3 separate regions of the Mus musculus genome follow, and all the other regions are linked to region 3. A link is a contact called in public Hi-C data. All regions are on one chromosome and are shown on one strand. Each heading gives the region's core, a stretch centred on a gene start, on an enhancer-like site or on the middle of the called end of the contact. The rest is flanking DNA. Distances are from core to core; before and after follow the strand shown.

Evidence for each region. Hi-C and Micro-C count contacts between places; a contact is called where the count stands out from the background.
Region 1: a Hi-C map of bone marrow-derived macrophages shows a contact between it and region 3, with 17 read pairs. The contact joins the enhancer-like site here to the promoter of 4932441J04Rik in region 3. A contact is called at or near these places in 4 of 39 promoter capture datasets (the 3T3-L1 cell line, cancer-associated fibroblasts and liver), 6 of 484 Hi-C or Micro-C datasets (bone marrow-derived dendritic cells, bone marrow-derived macrophages and uterus), 11 of 115 datasets of contacts at active chromatin or transcription factors (the NIH/3T3 cell line, acute myeloid leukemia, bone marrow-derived macrophages and 7 more) and 1 of 9 other capture datasets (adipose tissue).
Region 2: a contact with region 3 is called in a Hi-C map of adipose-derived mesenchymal stem cells, with 3 times the contacts expected there. The contact joins the enhancer-like site here to the promoter of 4932441J04Rik in region 3. A contact is called at or near these places in 1 of 39 promoter capture datasets (the 3T3-L1 cell line), 3 of 484 Hi-C or Micro-C datasets (adipose-derived mesenchymal stem cells, bone marrow-derived macrophages and embryonic fibroblasts), 6 of 115 datasets of contacts at active chromatin or transcription factors (the NIH/3T3 cell line, acute myeloid leukemia, astrocytes and 3 more) and 1 of 9 other capture datasets (adipose tissue).

Annotation. Positions count from the first base shown.
Region 1 is chr5:58,293,372-58,297,070 of GRCm38.p6, forward strand. No RefSeq gene overlaps it. Among named protein-coding and RNA genes, the nearest start is that of Gm22536, 120 kb to the right of the region's middle. Within about 2 kb of position 2,415, at least 7 of the 459 cell types and tissues checked have an H3K27ac peak or open chromatin away from gene starts, as enhancers often do. A contact at or near this core is called in bone marrow-derived dendritic cells and bone marrow-derived macrophages, where this site is marked.
Region 2 is chr5:58,598,654-58,602,375 of GRCm38.p6, forward strand. No RefSeq gene overlaps it. Among named protein-coding and RNA genes, the nearest start is that of 4930459L07Rik, 150 kb to the left of the region's middle. Within about 2 kb of position 1,363, at least 16 of the 459 cell types and tissues checked have an H3K27ac peak or open chromatin away from gene starts, as enhancers often do. A contact at or near this core is called in adipose-derived mesenchymal stem cells, where this site is marked.
Region 3 is chr5:57,716,318-57,719,984 of GRCm38.p6, forward strand. It overlaps 4932441J04Rik (RIKEN cDNA 4932441J04 gene), which reads right to left and starts at 1,602. Exons shown (of 5, transcript NR_015588.2): 1 at 1,529-1,602. Pcdh7 (protocadherin 7) reads left to right here and starts at 1,764. Exons shown (of 3, transcript NM_001122758.2): 1 at 1,764-3,667. The coding sequence starts at 2,788.

The DNA.
Region 1 (3,699 bases), core at 1,165-3,664, 580 kb after region 3:
GTCTAAAATATATCCCTGGATGATGTTTTATCATGAAGGCAGATTAGAATAGTAGGTATATGTGAAGCACAGATACTGCCTGAGAAAACAGAATCACACCGAGAACTATCAAGAGATAAATTGGTTGGGCAGTGGTGGCACACACCTTTAATTCCAGCACTTGGGAGGCAGAAGCAGGCAGATTTCTGAGTTTGAGGCCAGCCTAGTCTACAGAGTACAGAGTGAGTTGCAGGACAGCCAGGGCTACACTAGGAAAACCAAAAAAAAAAAAAAAAATCTAAATTGAGTGTTTACTATTGAAGTTCTACAAGCACAAAGCACAGTGAGATATTGGTAAAAGCAAATGATCTCCTGAGATTTCTTATGTAGAGCATGTTATAAGAAGAATTCATTTCACCACATCTTTCCATTTATTATCTTTGAATTTGTAACAACGATTTCTGAAGCCAGACATAAGTTCCTTGAATAATCAGTTCTTGTAGGAAAAGCAACAGAGAGAGAACGAGAACTGTGGATAAGACCTTGCTTAGATCATCCTTCCCTTAAAGAAAACAATAAACACTAGGAGGTGCTATCCAATGCATGACCTAGTGTCCACTGCATTTTCTTCAGCAACTTTCAATGGTACTATGATTTAGAAGATATATATTTTGGTTTACTACTAAAGTTTGCTAATTATAGCCTATTATCAAACTAGAGCTAAGTTCCTTTTTTCCATCACAAAGCTGAAAGAAATGCTTACATTTTCTTTTTGTCGATTGCAAGTATACATTAATCATGGTGCATTAATTTAGTAGTGATAGTTGGTTTCCATTCAGTACATGTACTTCTTCCTTCTATATGTGTTATGTAACACACTAATTTATGTGATGCAATGGCATGTCACTATGCAATACTATTATGCCCCAAACTTACTGGTTTTGTGTTTTTACAATTTTGTCTTAGTGATGGTCACCTTCCATTTCCCAGTAACCTTACATCTCTTTTCAGAATTTTGGAATTCTGTCACGATTAAAGGAAGACATTAGTTTGATTTTTGTTAGAGTCAAAAGCTACTTCTGCCACAAATACTTCCTAAAAATCTGTTTAGTGTGCAAATTATCACTTTCAAGTTTTTTTCTAAATTGGAAGAGAAATGTTCTCAGCTCATCACTCTCATCTTATAAGCATTCCACTACATTTAAAATAACTAAGGCCAGTACTTCTTATAATCCCTGTACAAGTCTGTCACCATCACAGTAGCCACGAACCCACATGCTTCACTTCTCACCTGATTTGTTTTCCTAATTAACTCTAAGAAGACTGAGTCATTGTGATGTAAGTATGTTCCAGGTATCATCATCTCCCCACTAATGTTGGTTTCCTACTATCTACTGGGTCAGGCAAAGAACTAATCTTGGCATTCCAATATAAGGACATGTTTATAAATCCATTCCTCTGAATCCAAAACTAGAGCTTTGGGACTACAAGAACTATTCGCTCTTCTACACTATTTCATCATTAGGTAGTATAACTATGTAGAGCCAAACAACAGGTAGAAAAGTAAGCCATATGAGGAAGCACAAGCATTAATTTCCAAGCTAGTGACTTGATGTGTGCTGTGGCTGGAATGTAAAATTACTCCCATGGACCCATGTTGAGTACTTCATCTCTGGGTACTGGAGGTGTACTTGCAGTGTGTAAAGTCTTTAGGCTGAGGAGAGTTAATGAAGAAAGTGAGTCACTGTGGTCAGGTTATGAGGTTCTTTTGCCCGTTCCCGTTTTTCCATCCTTAATCTTTTCATATGACTTCAGCTTCCTTTTTTTCATGTCTTCGTACTAGAATGGACTTCCTACTTTTTAATTTAAAATCAAAATAAATAGTGCCTAAGTTTCTGTCTGCCAATTACTAGTAAGGGTAATGAGATATGTAATTAATATATTGAGAAAATTGTTCTTTTAGAAAAAATGGCCCAAGAGCCTTATAATACTATTTTTGATACTCCCATAGAAGAGACCATGAAGCAAAAGACTGCCATACTTATCAACAGGTTCTGTCCTCCCACATAGGGCATTTCACATTTCAACACTCTTGATTTGACACATCTGGTTGTTGAGAAGTGCCCCACAGTACTTTCAACATGGAAGCTGCCTAGACCTGCCATCAGTTAGGTGCTGTTTTTCTGAGAATCTAAGAGAACTGTCATCTACAATGTTTGCTGGAGTGTAAGCTCCAATAAGACAGTGGACAAGTTGCAAGGATTGTAGTCATAAAATGACTTATAAGAGTATGACTACAATTGTGATTAAACATTTGTGAACTTTTGATGTTATAACTCAAACCTGAATCCTTATTTGCATTCTCTTTCTCAGTGAATGTTTCACTTCTTGATTTATTTCTGTGTACTAGTCAGAAGCCTCGGCACTTTTGTGAATTGATTCATCTTCATCTTCCAAGTATCCAAGGTGTCCCTATGCAAGGTACTTTCGATGATTGCTCACTAAAGATCTACTTGTTTCTCTTAGCATATTTTTCATCCTCCTCTCTGTAAGCCCCTTTATCATTATCATCTCCAGTTTATATCACTGTGGTAGTTGTCAGTCTTTTTCATTTCACTGCACATATTCCCCCACTGGGTAGTTACTGGGGAAATAGACTAAGATTTTCTCTTGTTTAAAGTCACCAATACATTTCCAAAGGAGTCCCGTTATCTAGACATCATTGCTACTTCCTTTATACTGGTTAACTCAAATGTATATACATGTTTTTGTAGAACATTGATGTCTACATTTGTCTCATAATTTCATATTCATTTTCTACTTTTCATTTCATTTTGACTTGCCCAAAATATTGTTCCTACTTTATTTGATGAATCATTGATTCTTTTTCTTCTTTTTTTATTAGATATTTTCTTCATTTACATTTCAAATGTTATCCCAAAAGCCCCCTATACCCTCCCACTGACCTGCTCCCCAACCCAACCACTCCCACTTCCTGGCCCTGGCATTCCCCTGTACTAGGGCATATGATCTTCACAAGACCAAGGTCCTCTCCTCCTATTGATGGCTGGCTAGGCCACCCTCTGATACATATGCAACTAGAGACACAGCTCTGGGGGGTACTGGTTTAGTTCATATTGTTGTTCCTCCTATAGGGTTGCAGACCCCTTTAGCTCTTTGGTTACTTTCTCTAGCTCCTTCATTAGGGGCCCTGTGTTCCATCCAATAGATGACTGTGATCATCCACTTCTGTATTTGCCAGGCACTTGCATATCCTCACAAGGGGGAGCTTTGTCAGGGTACTGTCAGCAAAATCTTGCTGGCATATGCAATAGTCTCTGGGTTTGGTGGTTGTATATGGGATGGATCCCTGGGTGGGGCAGTCTCTGGATGGTTCTTCCTTCTGCCTCATCTCCAGACTCTGTCTCTGTAACTCCTTTAATGGGTATTTTGTTCCCTTTCTAAGAAGGAATGAAGTATCCTCACTTTGGTCTTCTTTCTTCTTGACTTTCATGTGTTTTGCAAATTGTCTCTTGGGTATTCTAAGTTTCTGGTCTAATATTTGCTAATCAGTGAGTGCATATTATGTGTGCATATATTTTGTGATTGGGTTACCTCACTCAGGATGGTATCCTCCAGATCCATCTGTTTACCTGAGCATTTTATGAATTCATTGCTTTTAATAGCTGAGTAGTACTCCATTGTGTAAATGTACCACAT
Region 2 (3,722 bases), core at 113-2,612, 880 kb after region 3:
GATTTGAGAGAGATACCCCATACAGGACTAAGTATGCCAAGGTTTCTCACTCTCTACATATGTTATGGCTGTGTGTCTCTATGCTTGTTCTCATTTATTGCAGAAGGAAGCTTCCCTGGAGATGACTGAGAAAGACAAATGCATTTGAGCCATTTATTGTTACATATTCTTAATAGGAAAGGACTGTCTAATTTTACTCTAAGACCCAGAGTCTAGTCTCAGATTGTTGGTCTCTTAAGCAGTGTTAGGTATGGATTACATCTCCTGGAGTGGACCTGAAGTCAAATCATATATTGATTGGCAACTCCCACAAGCTTCATGCCACAATTGCATCAGTATAACTTACAGGCAAGAAACTAGTAGATCAAACTGTTTGCGGTTGAGATGGTATTGCCATTTCTTATTTGGTAGTGTAGAGACTACCTTCCTGTACCAAAATGAGCAGATGGGAGTGAAGGCTCCATGAAGGCATCTGATATTCTTCTCTATGATCAATGAGTTGTATGTGTTTGCTGTTTCTGCACTAGGGCCATGTTAGGGAAATGGGATGGAATTCTAATGGATGCCTTTGGCCAATAATTCACCTAGATATAACCAATTTCCAACACTGAAAACTTCATTTGGTGATATCTACATGTCTAGTTGGGGATCTGACTCACCCACTATTTGGTGATTTTATTTTGATTGCCTTCACACACACACACAAACACACACACACACACACACACACACACACACACATGGAAGTTTTTATGGTGTTCCCACACCACCCTTCAAAACGCTCTTGATTTTAGATGTATCTCTTTATATTACCTTCTACATCTCCCTATTCCCTCCCCTGATTCATTTCATCCTCTATTCCAGTCGACTGTACATCCACACATCTCTCTATTCTATGTCCCTTACCTAGTGAAATCTGTCAGCCCCCTCTTCTCTTACTATATCCCCATTGCTCTATTTCTATCAAGTGTAGCTTTGTTATCATTGATATAACTAAAATCTACATATAAACAAACCTATACCTTATTTGTCTTTCTGAGTCTAGGGAACATCAGTCAGGATGATTTTTATTTTTAGTTAAATTTTTTTACAATATTTATCATTATTTCATTTTTTAAAATGTCTTAATAATATATCCTTGTAAAAATGCACCACATATTCTTTATCCATCCTCCAGGTGAGATATATGGAGGTAGTCTACAGTTTCTAGTTATTAGGAATGGAGCAGCAATGGGCATGTTTGGGCAAGTATGTATGTAGTAGGATGAAGCATCCTTTGAATAGATTCCCAAGAGTGATATAGTTAGATCTTGAGGAAGACTGATTCACATCTTCAGATGGAGCTACCACACTAATCTGCAAGGGCTGTAGGAGTTTATAACCCCATGAGCAATGAATGGGAAGTCCCCTTACTCCACATCCTCGTCAGCATGATCTGGCACTTGTTTTATTGTTCTTGGCTTTTGTGACTCATGCAAGTTGAAATCTGAAAGTAGTTTTGATTTTCAATTCCCTAATGACTAAGAATATTGAACATTTTCTGAAGTATTTCTCAGTTATTTGAGTTTACTCTTAACAGTTCTCTGCTTAGATCTGTACTCCATTTTTAAATGGTTTATTTATTTTTTTGACATTTTGTTTCTTGATACACACACACACACACACACACACACACATACACAAACACACACACACACACACACACACACACACACACACACACACACACACACACATCTGGCATTTTCCAGATGTAAAGTTAGTGAAAAAAATCTTTTCCTATTTTGCAGGCTGCTGCTTTGTCAAAACGATGATATCCTTTTCTTTGCAGACTTTTTTCAGTTTCATGGGTCCCATTTTACTAGTTGTAGATCTTAGTGCCTGGGCTAATGATATTCTGTTTAGAAAGTCTTTTCCTGTGGAAATGATTTCAAAGCTAGTCCCCACTTTCTCTTCTATTAGTATCAGTATATCTGGTTTTATGGTACTATTTTAATTCATTTATAAGTGAGATTTACATGAGCTTATAGGTATGGATATATTGGATTCTTCTACATGCAGACATCCAATTTGACCAGCACCAATTTTTGAAAGGCTGCATTTTTTCAGGGTGCATTTTTTGGCTTCTTTATCCAATATCAAGTGTCCATAGATACCTGTAATTGTGTCTTGGACTTTAATCTAAACACATTGGGTTGGGCCAACAATATTCTCTATTTATTACTATATCTCTGTAGTATGACTTGAAATTAGCAATGTTGTTACCTTTAGTAGATATTTTATTATTAGGGTTTGTTTTAGCTATTGGTTTGTAAGTGTGTGTTGGTGTGTGTGTGTGTCTGTGCATGCACACGCTCAGGTGTGTGTGCATGTGTGTGTTTCCATATGAAATTACAAATTGGTCCTTTCTGATCATTGAAGAATGTATCAAAATTTTGATGGGGATTGTATTGAATCTATAGATAGCTTTTGTTTTGTTTTGAGTTTTTACTTAATTAATTCTACTGATCTCTAAGCAATAAGAAAATTTTTCCATCTTCTGATATCTTTTTCAATTTTTCTTGTCACTGTCTTAAATTTTTATCATAGGAGTGTTTCCTTTACTTGATTAGAGTTACCTCTAAAAACTTCATATTATTTGACAGTATTATAAAAAGTATTGTGTCCTTGTTTTCTACTCAGTGTATTTGTAATCAATATATAAGAGTACTACTGACTTTTGTGAGTTAATTTTGTAAACAAGATTTGCTGAAAGTTTTCATCAGCTTCAGAAGTTTTCTGGAGGGGTTTCTAAGGTCACCTGTGTACCCCATCATATAATCTGTGAATGACAATACTTTCATGTCTTTCTTTCCAAATTATATCCCCTTAATCTCCTTCTATTTTCTTACTGCTCTGGCTAAGACTTAATGTACTCTATTTAATATGTATGATGAGACTGTACCACATTGACTTATTTTCCTGATTTTTGTGAAGCTGTTTTGTGTTTCTTTCCATTTAAGTTATTGTTCATTATGCAGATGCCAAAACTTATCCTAATTTTATTGAGGTTTGTCCCTTGTATTCCTGATCTCTTCAGGAGTTTCATCATGAAGGGGTATTGGGTTTTTCAGCTGTTTACATGGTGGATTACGTTTATCAGTTTATGTGTCTTAAACCATCCCTGCATCTCTGGGATAAAGCCTACCTCATTGTGGTAGATTATTGGTAATTTTTGTATCTAAGTCTATATGGAAAATTGGCCTAGAGCCTCTTTCTATTTTGGTCTTTCTCTGATTTAGGTATTAGTTTAACTATGGCATCATAGAGTGATTGGACTAATCAGGCATGATATTCATGGCATTTACACCATTAACACCAGCATTTGGGAGATAAAAGCCTGTAGATCTCTGAGTTTCAGGTCAGCCTGGTCTACAGAAGTTGTTCCAGGACACCCAGGGCTATGGATAGAGACTATGTCTTAAAAAAGTAAATAATAAAATTAAGAAAATATTTATCTAAAATCATTCATAATATGACATGTTAAAAAATAAAACTGGCCTCCAAAAAAAAACCAAATTTCTCTATACTCTACCATAAATATCCTGTATTATTTAATTGGCATATTTTTAAGTTACAATAACTGGTTGAGTATTTTTAGATTCCATATAATTTTGTGTTTTAAAAACCAAGATATAACTATTAAGATACAAAGAATATTTTCTGCTGTCATTATTATTACC
Region 3 (3,667 bases), core at 352-2,851:
CTTTAAAGGAACCCTTAAATTCCTAGCAACATTCTCCGAGATAGTAAGGACCCGACACAAACTCCACCTACTACCTTCGTCTTTTCTTAATCTTTCGGTAGAGGGTCTTTATTTTGACAGTGTGAAATACATGAGAAGTGGGCTTCGGTTCGAAATACACCACCAGCCCTGAGATCTGACTTGGCAGACTGCGGTGGTCATGAGTGAGAACCGGGGAAGCCTCACGCCCGGGAATGGCAGGGAGGATCACGAGGCACAAAGTCAAAAGGAGAGAAAAGAGGTTAAGCATACTCGGTACACAAAGTTGCCATTAAAGTTTATTTCCCTTATATCCAGATAGGTGACGCTACACTTTGCCGGTTACTAAAAGCTGCAGGCTCTGCTTAGAAAATAATACCCAGGCTTCTAGCATGTGTTTTATTCCCCAGGCGCGTGCACACACGGTCTATCCCCAGTGAGAGCCGGATGACAGGAATTCCAAGCATTTAAACAAAGGCAGGCATTCTCCCCTCCCCAACCCAGACCTCCAAAGTCTGGGCTCCAAAAAAGGATCCTCTCTGGCTCTCGTTGGAGTTTGATGCTCTCTCTTCACTACTGCAGCCCGTCACGGTTTGGCAGAACACAAGCTTGGCTTTCGGAACTCAGACATCGACCTCAGCCTACCAGTAGCAATTCACTAACCCAGATGCTAAATTGCGAAACGAAGACACGTTGCGGGTGGGAGTTGGGGCGGGAGGGGGGCATCGTCTGAGGGTAGACGTGGGAGGAAGGTATACTAACACCCTCACTTCAGCTCTTACCCACGCAGCCGGGTTTAGTCTACCAGCCCTAGAGGGGGAAAAAGAATCACCCCACCCCCACCCAAACTGCCTAAGGAGACTAGACTTTGGCTTATCGGGGCTGAGATTGGGCAGTTCTCAGTCGGCCCCACGAAGCGAAGCCTGGCTTCGGTGAGCGCCGCGGCTGGCTAGTCCTTCCTCCCGCCTCCCTTCCCTGGGCCCTCCTCCCTGGTTCTCTGCAACTGTGTAGTTTCGGATACCGCCGCCGCCGCTGCAGCGTCGGAGTCAAGTCTGACTCCGGAGCCCGCGGGCTTTCCGCAACAACCACCAGTTTATGCAAACTTGCGGGTTTCCGGCTAGTGGGTAGCGAGAGTAGGAGCTTCCCCGGAGCGATTCGGTGTCTCGGAACAGCCACAGCCAGAGAGGCGGCGGGAGCGCGCGCACCAGACTCTGCTAGACGCGAAAGCGGACGAGACAACTGCGGAATTCACCCGCCGCGCCAGGGCACTTCCGAGACAACAGCCGACTGGCACTTTTTCTCCCTTTGGCAAACTAGATTTTTTTTTTTTAAGCTACTTGGCAGCTCTGTTTGACTCCACCTCCCCCTCCACCCCCGCCCCAGTGGCTTTGGCTTTTCTTTGGAAATCCGGACAGAATTGGGCATCTTTGTTAATTGCCGTTAGGAGTGCCCGGTCGTGAGCTTTCACCGGGCCAGTGTCGCGCGGATGCACGGAGCCAGGCTTGCTCACCTTTGAACTGCAAAGGGATCAAGTTCAGCTCGAGTTCCCCGCATTGAGACTGGAAGAAGCTGAGAGACTGTGCTGGAGAGAGTGAGAGAGGGGGGGAAAGGGGAAAGGAGAGGAGGGAGGAGAGAGAAGAGGAGGGAGGAGAGAAAGAGAAGGAGGGAGGGAGGGGAGGGATCGAGAGAGAGCGGGGAGAGAGAGAGAGGCTGCAATCTCCTCCCTGAATCGCGCACAGCGCTGCAGATCCCACTGCTCCAACACGCGGGCCGAATGCAGGTGAGGGAAGGCACGGACTCTGCGGCTGAGAATCCAAACTTGGGCACCGCGCGGTGCGCACGGTTCGGCTCTCGCCCCCGCGGGCGAATGGTTGCTGCGGTTTCAGGCGGCGGCTTCGTGACTAATGACCTTGCGCAGAGTTGTTAAGAAAAAAAGAGAAACCGGAGCTCTTCGGGGTGAGAAGCGACCGACTCTGGGCGTCTCTGAAGATGGCTCGGGCTGCTCTTTGGCGCGCCGGGAGCACCCGGTCGCGGACCGAGCTGTGACGCGAGGCGTCTTTTCGCTGCACCTTGCCCGAAGCGACCTGCCGTGGAATTTTTCATTCAAGATATGTTGAGTGGCTTCCCGGCTGCTTAAGAGGAGTCAGAGTTAAGACTGGCTTGTTGCTCGCCCCAGAGCCTGAAGCAGGAAGCGGTTCAGGTTTGTCTGGACCTCGGGAGCCTAAACAGAGCCTGGGTCTAGAGTGAGTAGCTGGAACGTGAATTGGACTTAACTCGAGTAGCAGTAAGGACTAACGCTGCTGTCAGGCGGGGAAGGCTGCAGGTTTGTTCTAGTCCGCTACCAGGCTCCGCCGCCCTCTTGCAGAAGCGGTTCCGGCCCCTTCCCAGGGCTTGGAGACTGGATCTCAGTATCTTCCCACTGCGGGGATGACTTTGTGGGGGCACCGAGCCCGTGGCGCGCAGTGTCCCGTGAACTGTGAGTACTGCGAGTAAACGGTGGCCGGCGAGCGGGCGATTAGCACCCATTGCATGAATTATGAAACAATAACTTTCGGAAGAAGCAGGAGGAGAAAAAAAGAAGCATCTCTAGCTGCCCCCCTCCCATCGGCCGACTCTACGCGCTACTCTGGCCCCCTCCCTCCCCTCCCTCTCGTTTCTTCCTTTCCCGGAGAGGAGGACCGAGGGGAGGGCAGGCGGCCAGCCCCGGAGGAGGGGGGTGCCGAGGGGGGTTGTGGTTAGAAGGAGCAGTAGCAGCAGCAGCAAGAGAAGATGCTGAGGATGCGGACCACGGGATGGGCGCGCGGCTGGTGCTTGGGCTGTTGTCTCCTTCTGCCGCTCTGCTTCAGCCTGGCCGCCGCCAAGCAGCTGCTCCGGTACCGGCTGGCCGAGGAGGGCCCCGCCGACGTGCGGATCGGCAATGTGGCCTCGGACCTGGGCATCGTGACCGGCTCCGGCGAGGTGACTTTCAGCCTTGAGTCTGGTTCTGAGTATCTGAAGATTGACAACCTCACCGGCGAGCTGAGCACCAGTGAGCGGCGCATCGACCGAGAAAAGCTGCCCCAATGTCAGATGATCTTCGACGAGAACGAATGTTTCCTGGACTTCGAGGTGTCGGTGATAGGGCCCTCACAGAGCTGGGTGGACCTGTTTGAGGGTCGGGTCATCGTGCTGGACATCAACGATAACACGCCCACCTTCCCGTCGCCGGTGCTCACGCTCACGGTGGAGGAGAACCGGCCTGTAGGCACGCTCTACCTGCTGCCCACGGCCACCGATCGTGACTTTGGTCGCAATGGCATCGAACGCTACGAGCTGCTCCAGGAGCCCGGGGGTGGCGGCGGCAGCGGCGAGGGAAGGCGCTTGGGGCCGGCGGACAGCGCCCCCTACCCAGGGGGCGGCGGGAACAGCGCGAGCGGCGGCGGCTCTGGAGGCTCCAAGCGGCGGCTGGACGCGCCTGAGGGTGGCGGCGGGACGAGTCCTAGTGGCCGAAGCAGTGTGTTTGAGCTTCAGGTGGCAGACACTCCAGACGGCGAGAAACAACCGCAGCTGATCGTGAAGGGGGCGCTGGACCGGGAGCAGAGAGATTCCTATGAGCTGACCCTCCGAGTGCGCGATGGGGGCGACCCACCTCGGTCTTCGCAGGCCATCT